Linked DNA regions of Sus scrofa: all the other regions are linked to region 3. Evidence: chromatin contacts called from public Hi-C, HiChIP or PLAC-seq and promoter capture Hi-C data. All regions are on one chromosome and are shown on one strand. The core of a region is the stretch at or near the end of the contact, and the rest is flanking DNA. Distances in the headings are between cores, read along the strand shown.

Region 1 (2,750 bases), core at 103-2,602, 190 kb after region 3:
CTCGTCCAGGTCACTGCCTGCAGCTCAGATACTGGGGTGGGGCACACTGGAGACAGTCTGCCTGCCAATCCCAGACCCTCAAGCTACACCTGGAAGTCCTATGACCCTTGATCCTTTGTGTGGGAAGCTCCAGAGAGCCAGAAAAAAGCAGCTTTATGGTTCCCAGTAAGACTCACGGTAGACATGGAGATTGTAATGCTGCGTAGTGAAGATCTGGGATGTCCTCAGGTTGACTTGAGCTTGGTAAGACCCCGAGTCCTCCCAGCTCAGATTGCTGATATGCAGGGAGAAGGTGGGCTCCAGAAAGCTCACTCGGCCCTGGTATTTAGGGTCGGTCACTGTGATGGTACCTGGATGGCCCCCTTTCCCTGGCACCACGGTGGCGAGCCTTCTGTGGGAGAACCAGATGATGCTCTCAACCTCTTCATCCAGGGGTATCTCCAGGGGGAGACTGATGGACTCCTGAAGGACCGCAGCCACTTCCTTGGTCTCCACACCATCTCCAGAGTCCCCGTCAGCTGCAGATAAAGATAGGAGATGGGAACAGCCCAGCAGCTGCCTCTGGGCTGCTGATTCTGGCCGAGGGATCCTGGTCTCAATCTCAATTGAGTAGTTTCTATGACCCACACTCCGTCTGGTCCTCCAGCTGCCTCTTCTGGCTCTAGGTTTTTGCTGCCCCTGACTTGAGCACCTAACAGGGCTTGGCTGCCCTCTGTGCTCTCACCTTCCAAATTTTCTCCTCTCCACTAGCTGTCCTTGGGGCTAATACCACTCCCATAGCCCCAGCTTTCCTCATCTCCTGGTCCTGCGCCGAAGCCACACCCTAGTCCTCTTCACTCCAGCAGTGCTGAAGGCTTCAGTCCCAAAGGAGGTGCCCTGCTTGCCCCCAGCCCAGCAGAAGAGGAGAACAGAGGCAGAAAGAGATACTCTTGTCCTGGAGCTGATTGCCTGCCTCACCTTCCTGGAACAGCAAGAGGAGGAGCAGCCAGGGAAGAGCTCCCATATCAGCAGTCCTGCGCCTCAGGAGGTGTGGCCTGGGCAGCTCCCGAAGACAAGCTGTCAGGACGCTGCTAGAGACAGAGTGACTGGTTGACAGTCCTGAGGAGTGGGAAATTATTCTCACCCTATCTAGCGGCTCTAACTTCCTCCATTTCGCAAAGCCCCTCCCTGTCCATCTTGGGAAGAGTTCTCTCTTTGAGCCTGATTGGCAAGATGGCTTATCCACTGACTCACGTTTCCTGTTCATCAAACTCAGCTGAAATCCCACTTCCTAAATGAAGCCTTCCTAGATCCCTCACTTCTGTGTTCCCAGACCCCCAACTAGGCATACCACCTTCCCCAAAGCCTTACACTTTTTTTCTTTTTCTTTCTTTTTTTTTTTTTTTTTTTTTTTGAGCTACAGCTGCCTGCCACAGCCATAGCAATGCAGGGTCCAAGCCATGTCTGTGACCTACAGCACAGTTCACGCAACGCTGGATCCTTAACCTGCTGAGCAAGAACAGGGCTCGAACCCATATCCTCGTGGATACTAGTTGGATTGTTTCCACTGAGCCACAATGTCAACTCCAAACTCTTACACTTTCTATGCAGGCCTGTCATTTGGCTCCCAGGATACCCTGCTTTGGCTCTCCCTTGGCCGTTCCTGTGTTGCTGTGATCATTTGATTTTATAAACATTTTTCTCTCCCTAGGCTGACTCCATCTTTTGGGACATCTCTGGATGTCCTCCTGTGGCTGGTCCCCATGCCAGACACACATAGCACCTAACTGATATTTTTGGAATAGATGAATGAATGAGGTCTTTCTATTTCAAGTTAGTTAATGTTCCCATCTGAACGATTTTTCACAGGAAGAGAAATTTCAACCCTCTTGACAAAAAGCAGTTTGGACCAGCAAGCCAATCTAAATTGTTGATATTATCAAAAGACTTTAAATCATTCTGTGAGAACGTGATATGGACCAAAGCTATAGGAAAGCTGATGGTCAGAGCAGTCCGGGACGCAATGGTGGCCTTGCAAGGTAGTTTCTGTCTCTGATATTCAAGCTTAGACTGAATAATCTTGGATTGTTGGATACTCTACCATGTCTCTGGCATCAGCTGGGTACTCAGATGGGACACTTTAGTTTCTTCTGGTACTGAATTCTTTGAGTCTCACTGTGATCAGGAAGCAAGAGTGATGCCCTCAAGACCAAGGGCACAAGGGAGGCAGATATGTTCAGTTCTGGTGCTCTGCCAACATCCCACACCTTGCCTTTTTTCTTTTTCTTTTTCTTTTTATGGCCGCACCTAAAGCACATGGAAGTTCCCAGGCTAGGGGGTCTAATTGGAGCTACAGCTGCTGGCCTACACCACAGCCACGGCAATACTGGATCTGAGCGCCATCTGTAACCTACACCACAGCTTGCAGCAACACCAGATCCTTAACCAACTGAGCAAGGCCAGGGGTCGAACGGGCATCCTCATGGATGCTAGTCAGGTTTATAACCAGCTGAGCCACAATGGGAATTCCAACATCCCAAACCTTTAGATTAGCAAATTACACACTCAATCAAATATTTTTTGAGGAACTTCTTTGGCCCAGACACTGTCCTAACTGCTGGGGGATTATCGATGACCAAGAATTTTAGATCGTAGGTGTTCCCACTGTGGTTCATTGGAAACTGACTAGTATCCATGAGGATGTGGGTCTGATCCCTGGCCTTGCTCAGAGGGTTAAGGATCTGGCATTGCCATGAGCTGAGGTGTAGGTT
Region 2 (2,879 bases), core at 82-2,581, 170 kb before region 3:
TTGGGTATGAGAAGGCGTCTGTCCCAAAGACAAGTCATCATTCTCTTGTTTATTCAAATAGTTCACACAATCATCAGCTTCTTAAGAAGTCAACTCCTCCATTTCTGGCTCCTTACACCTATTTTGTCTAATGAAAGGAAAAGGACAGGATGGAAAGTCTGGTTAAAAGATGTCATTAATTTTTTTTTTTTTTAGCTGCATAACTCCTTTTAACACAAAATAGATTTTTAGAGGCTTAGCCTACCTTACATCTTTTAATTTTTTTTTAAACACAGATTCTGTTTCTAGGCACAGATTTTGCTTATAAAGATTTAGATATTTTTAAGCACCCATGGATTTTGTCATCGTTTCTTCACTTTGCAAATGGTATTTCCTTTACACCCTCAAAATGTGTTTTTCCCCTTGATTTTCTTTTCCTTTTTCCTCTAGTAAGAATCTCAGCTTCATGACTAAAATTTTGATGCATGAGCACATTTCAGTACTCTTACTCCCCCACAGGGTTTTTGTCCTTCTGGAGTGTATAAATCATTTTGAAAGCTCCTTTCTGTTCTCTACTGCGCTTTTGAGATTATCTACTGACTTCCCCAGAAACACCCCTCGGGTTCAGCCACACAGAGCCCTGCTGCTACGGTGCCCAGCTGCAGTCACTTCTGGCTGGGCTGATTAAAAGAGCAACCAGCAGGGGGACAGGAGGTGGCCATCTGGTGCTAAAATCGTCCTTGAGTTCACTGACACCTGTTCTCACAGCTGAGCACTTGTCCCAGCCAATCTCCCCTGGTGGAAGCCACCCACCCATTCCACACACTTCTCTGGCACCACAGTGCTCTCTGAGACCTCTTTTCTCCCGCCACGGTGGCCATGGTGAACACTGGTGTCTGCTGCTACCTAATCTCTTCTGTGTGAGAATCCAAGACAACCCAGCAGGACTCCCATATGATTTACTCCCGCATCCCACACTTGCTCATCTCCTTCACTGGGGCCTCTCTCCTGCAGGGGCAGTAACAATCATGGGTTTCTCATTACAGGCCTCAACGGTAACAGTGTGGGGAGTTCCCATCATGGTGCAGCCGAAACGAATCCAACTAGGAACCATGAGGTTGCAGGTTCGATCCCTGGCCTCGCTCAGTGGGTTGAGGATCAGCGTTGCCATGAGCTGTGGTGTAGATCACAGATGCGGCTGGGATCTGACATTGCTCTGGCTGTGGTGTAGGCCAGCAGCTACAGCTTCGATTGGACCCCTAGCCTGGAAACCTCCATATGCCATGGGTGCGGCCCTAAAAGGACAAAAGACAAAAAAAAAAAAAAAAAAAAAAAGTAACAAATTGGGATTGCTCCTACACTTCAAAAAGAAGTTTAAAAGTGAGATAGGAGGCAATCGCCCTTCATCTGCAATTTTAGTCCTTAATGCTAAAATGTCCCTGGAGATGTGACAAGATGGTGCGAACTGCATCCTAGAACTGAAGACATGAAGAGTAAAGGTAGGGAGGAATAACTGGAAAAAATCCGGGTAAGCAGATGACACCTACCCTAGGAGGTAGAGCTAGTCACCAAAGTGTATGTTATGGAGGGTGAATCCCATTTACTGCAGGACTTTGTTTATTTTGGCTAAAGGGAATGCTGAGGTTTGGGCGGTACCAGAGTTCCTCAGGTAGGAGACATAATAGCTCCCCCAAGTGGTGGTGCTTCACCCTTCCCTCTCATACCGCACCCCTTTCCTCTAAATAAACACGAACATGGAAAGAACATTACTTGAACATTTGCGTTGAACATTTGCATTATGTCCTCCCACATGTCTTGATCTGGCCGCCTTTTTGCATTTTTTCCCCAAGTTCTAAGAATATTCTGCCTAAGATAGTCTTTCATTGTCTGTTCAATCTAATTCAAAAGTACACCACAGGCAATAAGCTTACTTCTTCCCCTCTTTCTCCTGGACTCATGTACCTGGACCACATTTCCTAGTCATCAGCCATCCTGTTTATAACTTTAAAATTTACTCAAATAAAGTAAATTCATATTTACCTGAAGCATACCTACAAGAAATCTGTGGCTGATTTGGGGTGAAGGCAGCACTTTTCAGGCCCTAAAAAAAATGAGGGTTTTTTTTCCTCCTCCTGACTCAATTCAGTAATATTCTTCTTCTTTCCTCTCCCAAATTACGTCCACAGTTTTCCTGGCTCAGTATCTTCTTAACCATTTTTTGTCATTCATTGCAATAGGCTCATCAGGAAAGGGAAACGCACATACAATCTCCTGTTCTCATTGATGACATGTTAAAGTTTTTTGTTTGTTTGTTTCCTCCCTATAACCTTGCTTTCCAGCCCAAGACTCTACTGAAACTGGCCAGTATGTCATCAGTGACCTCCTCCTCACTCAATCTAACTTCTGTTCTCATTGGTCCTTCTCCTTGACTTTCCAAACTATTTAAGAGCTATACTTCTGCACTCAAAAGTTAAATAATTTAAAATAAGGACCGCGATCCTAACTGTAAATACAGCAGTGTGTAAAAAGTCAAAGTTACCTAGAATCTCACCCCCACCCCAACATAATGGTTCACCCACAATAATACCAGATGTATATACTTTCAGACTTTTTGCATATATAAATATTTATAGGCTTATTCACACACATATTTAACCATATGACAGCACACCATATTATTGTTCTTAAAATAGTTTTGTTATTCTTATTTAATGTATTCCACACCGCTGTCTATGGCAATACACGAGAGCAGCACTGTCCAACAGCACTTTCGCCAAGGAAGGGAATGTTTGATATCTGTGATATCCAGCAGAGCAGACACTAGTCACACGTGGCTTTTAGCAGCATAGAATGTGGCTACTGTGACTGATGAACTGAATTTTTCCTTTTATTTAACTTTA
Region 3 (2,700 bases), core at 34-2,533:
ATAGAGTGGGTGGGGAGAGATGTGGAGGTTTTTCTCTGACAGTGGAGGGAGCCAAGAAAGGAGAGCCAGGCAAAGGAACTGAGAAAGGGTCACCCTGAAAGGAGCAAGGGCTGGGGTCTTGTCTCCAGGGGCCATGCAACCAGAAACCCCCGAGTGAGGGATTAAGAGAAGTTGCAGGGGGTTGGGGGTACAACTGGAGGCTGAAAGGCACAGTAGGAAGAGGGGAAAGGAATAACTTGGGATAGGCGAGAAAGAGTCACAGGGAGTTGTGTAGGAAATGGGAGTGCAGACAGGAAGGACTTAATCAGGGCTGTGATTGTCAGGAAGGGGAGGAAAGGGTTGATTTGACAGCTCCTGGAACGTGGGGAGAGTAGGTGCGGTAAAGCTTCAGAGTCGTCTGGGTAAAGGGTAAGTGCATTTTCCACAGGGTCAGAGCAGGCTTCAACCTTTGGGGGAAGAAAAATTCCTTTTCATTTTGCTGGAACCAAATGTGTGTCTCAGGGGGAGGTGGGGACAGAGGGAGGGAAGTCCATCTTCATGGCTAAGGAGCCGGGGCTTCGAATGACAGAGACCGTGGCTCAACCAGTCCAGCGGCTCACTAGCTATGTGTGCTTGGCCAAGGTAACCAACTTCTCTGAGCCTTAGATGACTCATGTGCAAAAGGGATACAAAAATACCTTCCCCTCTGAGGGTCTTCCAGAAAGTACCTGGCATAGGGCCTGGTACATAAGCAAATAAATTCACAAAAGTTAACTATTTTCATAATTATAATTAGTCTGCATCACTAGGAGCACATTGTTCAAATGAGGATATGAACCAGTCGGATCACAGCTAAGACATTGTGTTCACATCTAGTTCTCCACCTTTTATGAATGACAGATAAACTCAAGCTTCCCCAAGGAAGAGTGATTCAGAGCACCTGGAAATCAGGAGCTGTGAAGAGAAACTAAGAAATCCTGAAACCCGGCTAAGGGGTTTGAAGAGGGTTATGTAAAGAGGCAGTAATCTTCCATTTAACTTTAGAATACAATACCATTTTGATTCTGGAGCCAGGCTGCTCGGTTTCAAATCCGCCACTAGTCATCTCCTGGTCAAGTTCCTGGACTTCTCCAGAGCTTCAGTTTTCTCATCTGTAAGAGAGTTAATTTGCTTACCTACCTCAAAAGATTATTGACTAAATGAATAAGTTAATATATGTTAATTAAATAAGTCGTAATATATGTCAAATTAAATATGTAATTAAATAATATGTAAAGTACTTAGAATAATACCTGGCACACGGTAAATGCTCAGTTTATTGGTTCTCATGTTGTTATTATTATTTTAAATAATTACTATCCCGGGTAAGACTTCAGAGTACCAGATGGCTGCAACTCTCATTTTTAAAAACCAATTCCAGCAATGGAAAATGAGAACAGTTCCCTGTACAGATTCCCGCTTACTAGACGAGTTCATAAAATCACCAATAACGACTTGTCAGAGTCACTGAAGAGGAGGTTCCTCCCCCCAAAGCGGATGTAGATTTGCCATCTCATAAACCCTTGGGCATCCAATCTTGAAGACAGTAAGACAAGGACAGGCCCTTGGGCAGCAGGGAAGCTGGTCAGTGATGCAATAACGCCCTTCCACCGCCAGGGAGCAGCAGAGCCTGACCCCGGGCTCCTTACTCCACAGCAAACAATTCTGAATTCTCTCTAGGTTTTCCTGCTTGGCTGTTTGCATGGTCCACCAATCTCCAAGCGCACCGCAGCAGTAATCCCGCCCATTATTGATCATCCAGCCAATCAACTGGTGTCCTGCTTGGGGCCAGACCGGATCGCTCCTCTCAGTCTTCCGAGCTCAGCGTTCAGCGCCCTAGCCCCGCCCCTCAAGTGGCTCCACCAATCCCCCGCGGCGGAGCAGGGCGCACCCTAGGTCGAGTCCTGGAGACCACGTGGTCCCAGGAGGCGCCAGTGTTTGGTAGGCGGAGAGTTACCAGGCCCACGGACCGGAAGGGGGGGAGGGCGGAGCGGGACCGGCCGGCCTCGCCCCCTATGATCAGCTGTCTTGTGCCCTCTCCTAGCCATGGTCGTGCAGCCCCCCAACTTCTCGTGGGTGCTCCCCGGCCGGCTGGCGGGGCTGGCGCTGCCCCGGCTCCCCGCGCACTACCAGTTCCTGCTGGACCAGGGTGTACGGCACTTGGTGTCACTGACGGAACGCGGGCCTCCGCACCACGACAGCTGCCCCGGCCTCACCCTGCACCGACTGCGCATTCCAGACTTCTGCCCGCCAGGCCCAGAGCAGATTGACCGCTTCGTGCAGATCGTGGACGAGGCCAATGCCCGGGGAGAGGTCAGTGGGCGGGGTCAGCGCAGGGAGGGAGGGGCCTGGGAGGGGTCAGCGAGGACACGGGCAAAGCAGGGGAGGTCGCGGAAAGAGACTGGAGGAAGACCGGCTGACGGGGACAGAAAACAGGTGCAACCTAGACAAACGCGGAGGAGGGAGGGGTAAATGGAGAAAAGGAGATGAGTATAGAAAACGAAGAACCCCATAACGTGAGTTGACAGGCTTGGAAGAGACGGGGGTTGAAGTCAGGAGCTGGGTGAGCAGTCTCCAGAGTAAGGTTCTGCCCACATATAGTGGAGCTGCATTTTTTAAAAAGTTAAACAAGAAGCAGAAGAAATTCATTTTGATCATATAATTTAACCCAGTTAAGTCCGA
Region 4 (2,700 bases), core at 142-2,641, 160 kb after region 3:
AAACTAGGAGAGCCTCCTGCACCGGATCTCCACACCAGTCCATCCTCACTTCTGCTCACTGATAGCACGTTTCCCCCTGAATCTCACGGGTACCGGCTCCTGGAGACTCCAGGAGGCCTGCAGAGCCGGGGTGAAGGGGTGGAGGCCAGGCGGCAGTCCATTTCCGGTCCTGCTGGTCCGGCCCCCACAGCCGCCCCCCTCGCCACACCCTGGGCCGTTACTGGGATGAGTCACCCACCGCCCGCCGCTGGGGTGACGCAGTGGTCTGGGCAGCCCGCCCGCCCGCGGCCACCACCGACTTTCCCAGCAGTAGGGGGCAAGGAGTGGGGGCATCGGCTCCCGTAGGGGCTGGAGGCGCGGGAAAGCCGCCACCCTCCCCCAACACCACCGCCTACAGGCAGGGCACCCCGGGGCGCGGTCAGAGCTGCAGCCTCCCAGATGTCTGAGATCAGGGGACTCTCCTCAAGGCGACTGGGGCTTTAACTCCCGGCGCCAACCCTGGAAGGGGAGGCCACTGCGGGACCCGCGCACGGAGCCCCCTTGCTCCAAACCGCGCCTCGGAGTCCCTAGAAAAAAGATCTGCAGGAGAATAAAGAGAAAGGACTGGGACGCAGAGGGCAAGCAGCACCCACACGTGTTCCTGGAATCAGGAAGTGAAGGGTCGCGCGGGAAGCCCCGGCGGCGCGGAGCGGGCCAGGGTGGGCGCTGGGACCCTGTACGCCCCGTCCCTCGGGGCCAGTCCCTGACGCCCTCCTTTCCTCACCCTAGCACGGATCTGGAGCTGAAGTCCGCGGGAGGGACGCAGTCCCCACGTCCCTGATCCAGACAGACGCCCCGTCTATGCACCCGCAACACCGCCTGACCTCATGGCTCAACAATGCGGGGTCAGAGTCTGAGGACAGACCTGACAGCCCGGGGCGGGGCAGAGCAGTCATCGGACCCCTGCCTGCGAGCCCTTGGTCCCCAAGCTCACAGGAGCAGGTCGCAAGCTCGGGCTTCCTGCAGCCTAGAGACCGCGCACATCCCCCCTCCCCCGCCCCGACGGACCCCCTCCCTCCAGCTCACCTTTCACTCAGGCAGGAGAATTGCGCACTTAAGACTGGGGCTGCCGCGCGAATGGAGCGCCTGGGCTGGGCCGGGGGTTTTCAGCAGGCTCCCGCCTCGGACGGGGCGGACCAAAGGCGGGGCAAGGCCGAGAGGGTTTAAAGGCGCCGCACTGCAGAAGCGGAGGGCAGTGCTTAAGAGATGGGGCTGGAGACCAGAACCTGGGTTAAAGGATCTCAAGACAGTAGCCTCCGCCCTGGAGAACTTCTACACCTACCCTAGAACCCGTAAACTTGTGCCCCAGTGGGAAACTTTCTGCCTAGGTTAGCGCAAGAAGGGCGTTTTTTACGTGCGAAGAAGCCTCTTGGTTTAAAAAGGATGTTTAGGTAAACAGAGGCACAGGAAGACACTCCCCACCCACCCCCCCACAATTGACTAGGGTGTGACATGCAGGCCAGGACAGCTCCCGGACTTGGTCTTGCTCCCCACCTTCTTCAAGCCTGGGCAGAGACTAACAGTGAAGTCATTCCTTTCTCAGGGCCTAAGGGGTGTGACCAGTGTTGGGACCCAGGGTTCAGACTTGACTTTTTCCCCTTCATCTCCTCCTCCATGACCTGGCATCTCTTTTTTTTTTAATTTTATTTTATTTTATTTTTTTTATTTTCCCACTGTACAGCAAGGCCTGGCATCTCTTAAATCCTGGAGGGATCAGAAGAAGAGCCCTCAGGGAGTTCCCGTTGTGGCTCAGGGGCAACAAACCTAGTATCCATGAGCTGTGGTGTAGGCTGGCAGCTGCAGCTCTGATTGGACCCCTAGCCTAAGAACTTCCATATGAAATAGGTGCAGCCCTTAAAAAGAGAGAGAGGAGGAGGAGGCTGGCAGTTCCTCCATCTCTGATGGTGGAGGAGAACATCATTTGTGGTGGATGGAGTCCCTGCTTGCAGCTATCAGTGTAGTTTTATTTATTTTTTGGTTTTTTTTTTAAATTTTTTTGTCTTTTCAGGGTCGCATTTGCGGCATATAGAAGTTCCCAGGCTAAGGGTCCAATCAGAGCTGCAACTGCCAGCCTATACCATAGCCACAATAATGTGGGATCAGAGCCGTGTCTGCAAACTGCACCACAGCTCACAGCAACTACAGATCCTTAGCTCACTGAGCAAGGCCAGGGATCGAACCTGTGTCCTCATGGATACTAGTTGGGTTCGTAACCTCTGAGCCATGAACTCCATCAGTGGAGTTTTCATAGCTGTTAGACGATCCCATATATGCTGGTTTTTAAGGACATCAACAACCAATGCCCTCCTACTTCTCCATTCTCTCTTCCCCATACTCCCTTCCTGAATATTCCAGTGCACACTGACACCCTGGGAGGCCAAGTCTTTTCACTCCTCCATGCCTTCACATAGGCTGTTCCTCCTTCCCTTGACTGTCTTCTCACCTGCCCTACCCCTCATGGACTTTGTGACCTCGGGGCAAATCACTAAAGCTCTACACCCCAGCTCCCTGGTCTATAAAAATAGAGCTAATGGTACTACTTACCTTAGAGTGGTAGAGAATTAAATGATACATGTGAAGAGCTTAGAGCAGTGCCCGGCACACAGTGAGTGCTCAGCTGACAGCTATTATCATTGCTCCCACTTTCTGTGAGGATGCCTG

Evidence for each region. Promoter capture Hi-C pulls out the DNA fragments that hold promoters and counts their contacts. A called contact is a pair of places that touch in the nucleus more often than the background predicts. HiChIP or PLAC-seq counts read pairs in DNA pulled down with a chosen protein or histone mark.
Region 1: an H3K27ac HiChIP or PLAC-seq map of alveolar macrophages shows a contact between it and region 3. The contact joins the promoter of SLAMF9 here to the promoter of DUSP23 in region 3. A contact is called at or near these places in 2 of 47 Hi-C or Micro-C datasets (embryonic fibroblasts and skeletal muscle) and 2 of 2 datasets of contacts at active chromatin or transcription factors (alveolar macrophages and skeletal muscle).
Region 2: a Hi-C map of liver shows a contact between it and region 3, with 5 times the contacts expected there. The contact joins the promoter of LOC100155689 here to the promoter of DUSP23 in region 3. A contact is called at or near these places in 1 of 5 promoter capture datasets (liver), 3 of 47 Hi-C or Micro-C datasets (embryonic fibroblasts, liver and skeletal muscle) and 1 of 2 datasets of contacts at active chromatin or transcription factors (skeletal muscle).
Region 4: a promoter capture Hi-C map of liver shows a contact between it and region 3, with 6 times the contacts expected there. The contact joins the promoter of TAGLN2 here to the promoter of DUSP23 in region 3. A contact is called at or near these places in 1 of 5 promoter capture datasets (liver), 4 of 47 Hi-C or Micro-C datasets (alveolar macrophages, embryonic fibroblasts, liver and 1 more) and 2 of 2 datasets of contacts at active chromatin or transcription factors (alveolar macrophages and skeletal muscle).

The regions. Positions count from the first base shown.
Region 1 is chr4:90,533,950-90,536,699 of Sscrofa11.1, reverse strand. SLAMF9 (SLAM family member 9) reads right to left here and starts at 1,352. Exons shown (of 4, transcript XM_013996877.2): 1 at 958-1,352; 2 at 177-518. The coding sequence starts at 1,246.
Region 2 is chr4:90,895,068-90,897,946 of Sscrofa11.1, reverse strand. It overlaps LOC100155689 (putative olfactory receptor 10J6), which reads left to right and starts at 1,331. Exons shown (of 1, transcript XM_021089594.1): 1 at 1,331-2,879. The region is part of intron 1 of LOC100520241 (olfactory receptor 10J1-like); the gene reads right to left.
Region 3 is chr4:90,721,258-90,723,957 of Sscrofa11.1, reverse strand. DUSP23 (dual specificity protein phosphatase 23) reads left to right here and starts at 1,283. Exons shown (of 2, transcript XM_021089591.1): 1 at 1,283-2,331. The coding sequence starts at 2,065. LOC110260311 (a long non-coding RNA gene) reads right to left here and starts at 1,606. Exons shown (of 4, transcript XR_002343382.1): 1 at 1,272-1,606; 2 at 1,034-1,130.
Region 4 is chr4:90,564,963-90,567,662 of Sscrofa11.1, reverse strand. It overlaps TAGLN2 (transgelin-2), which reads right to left and starts at 1,391. Exons shown (of 5, transcript XM_003125672.5): 1 at 1,066-1,391.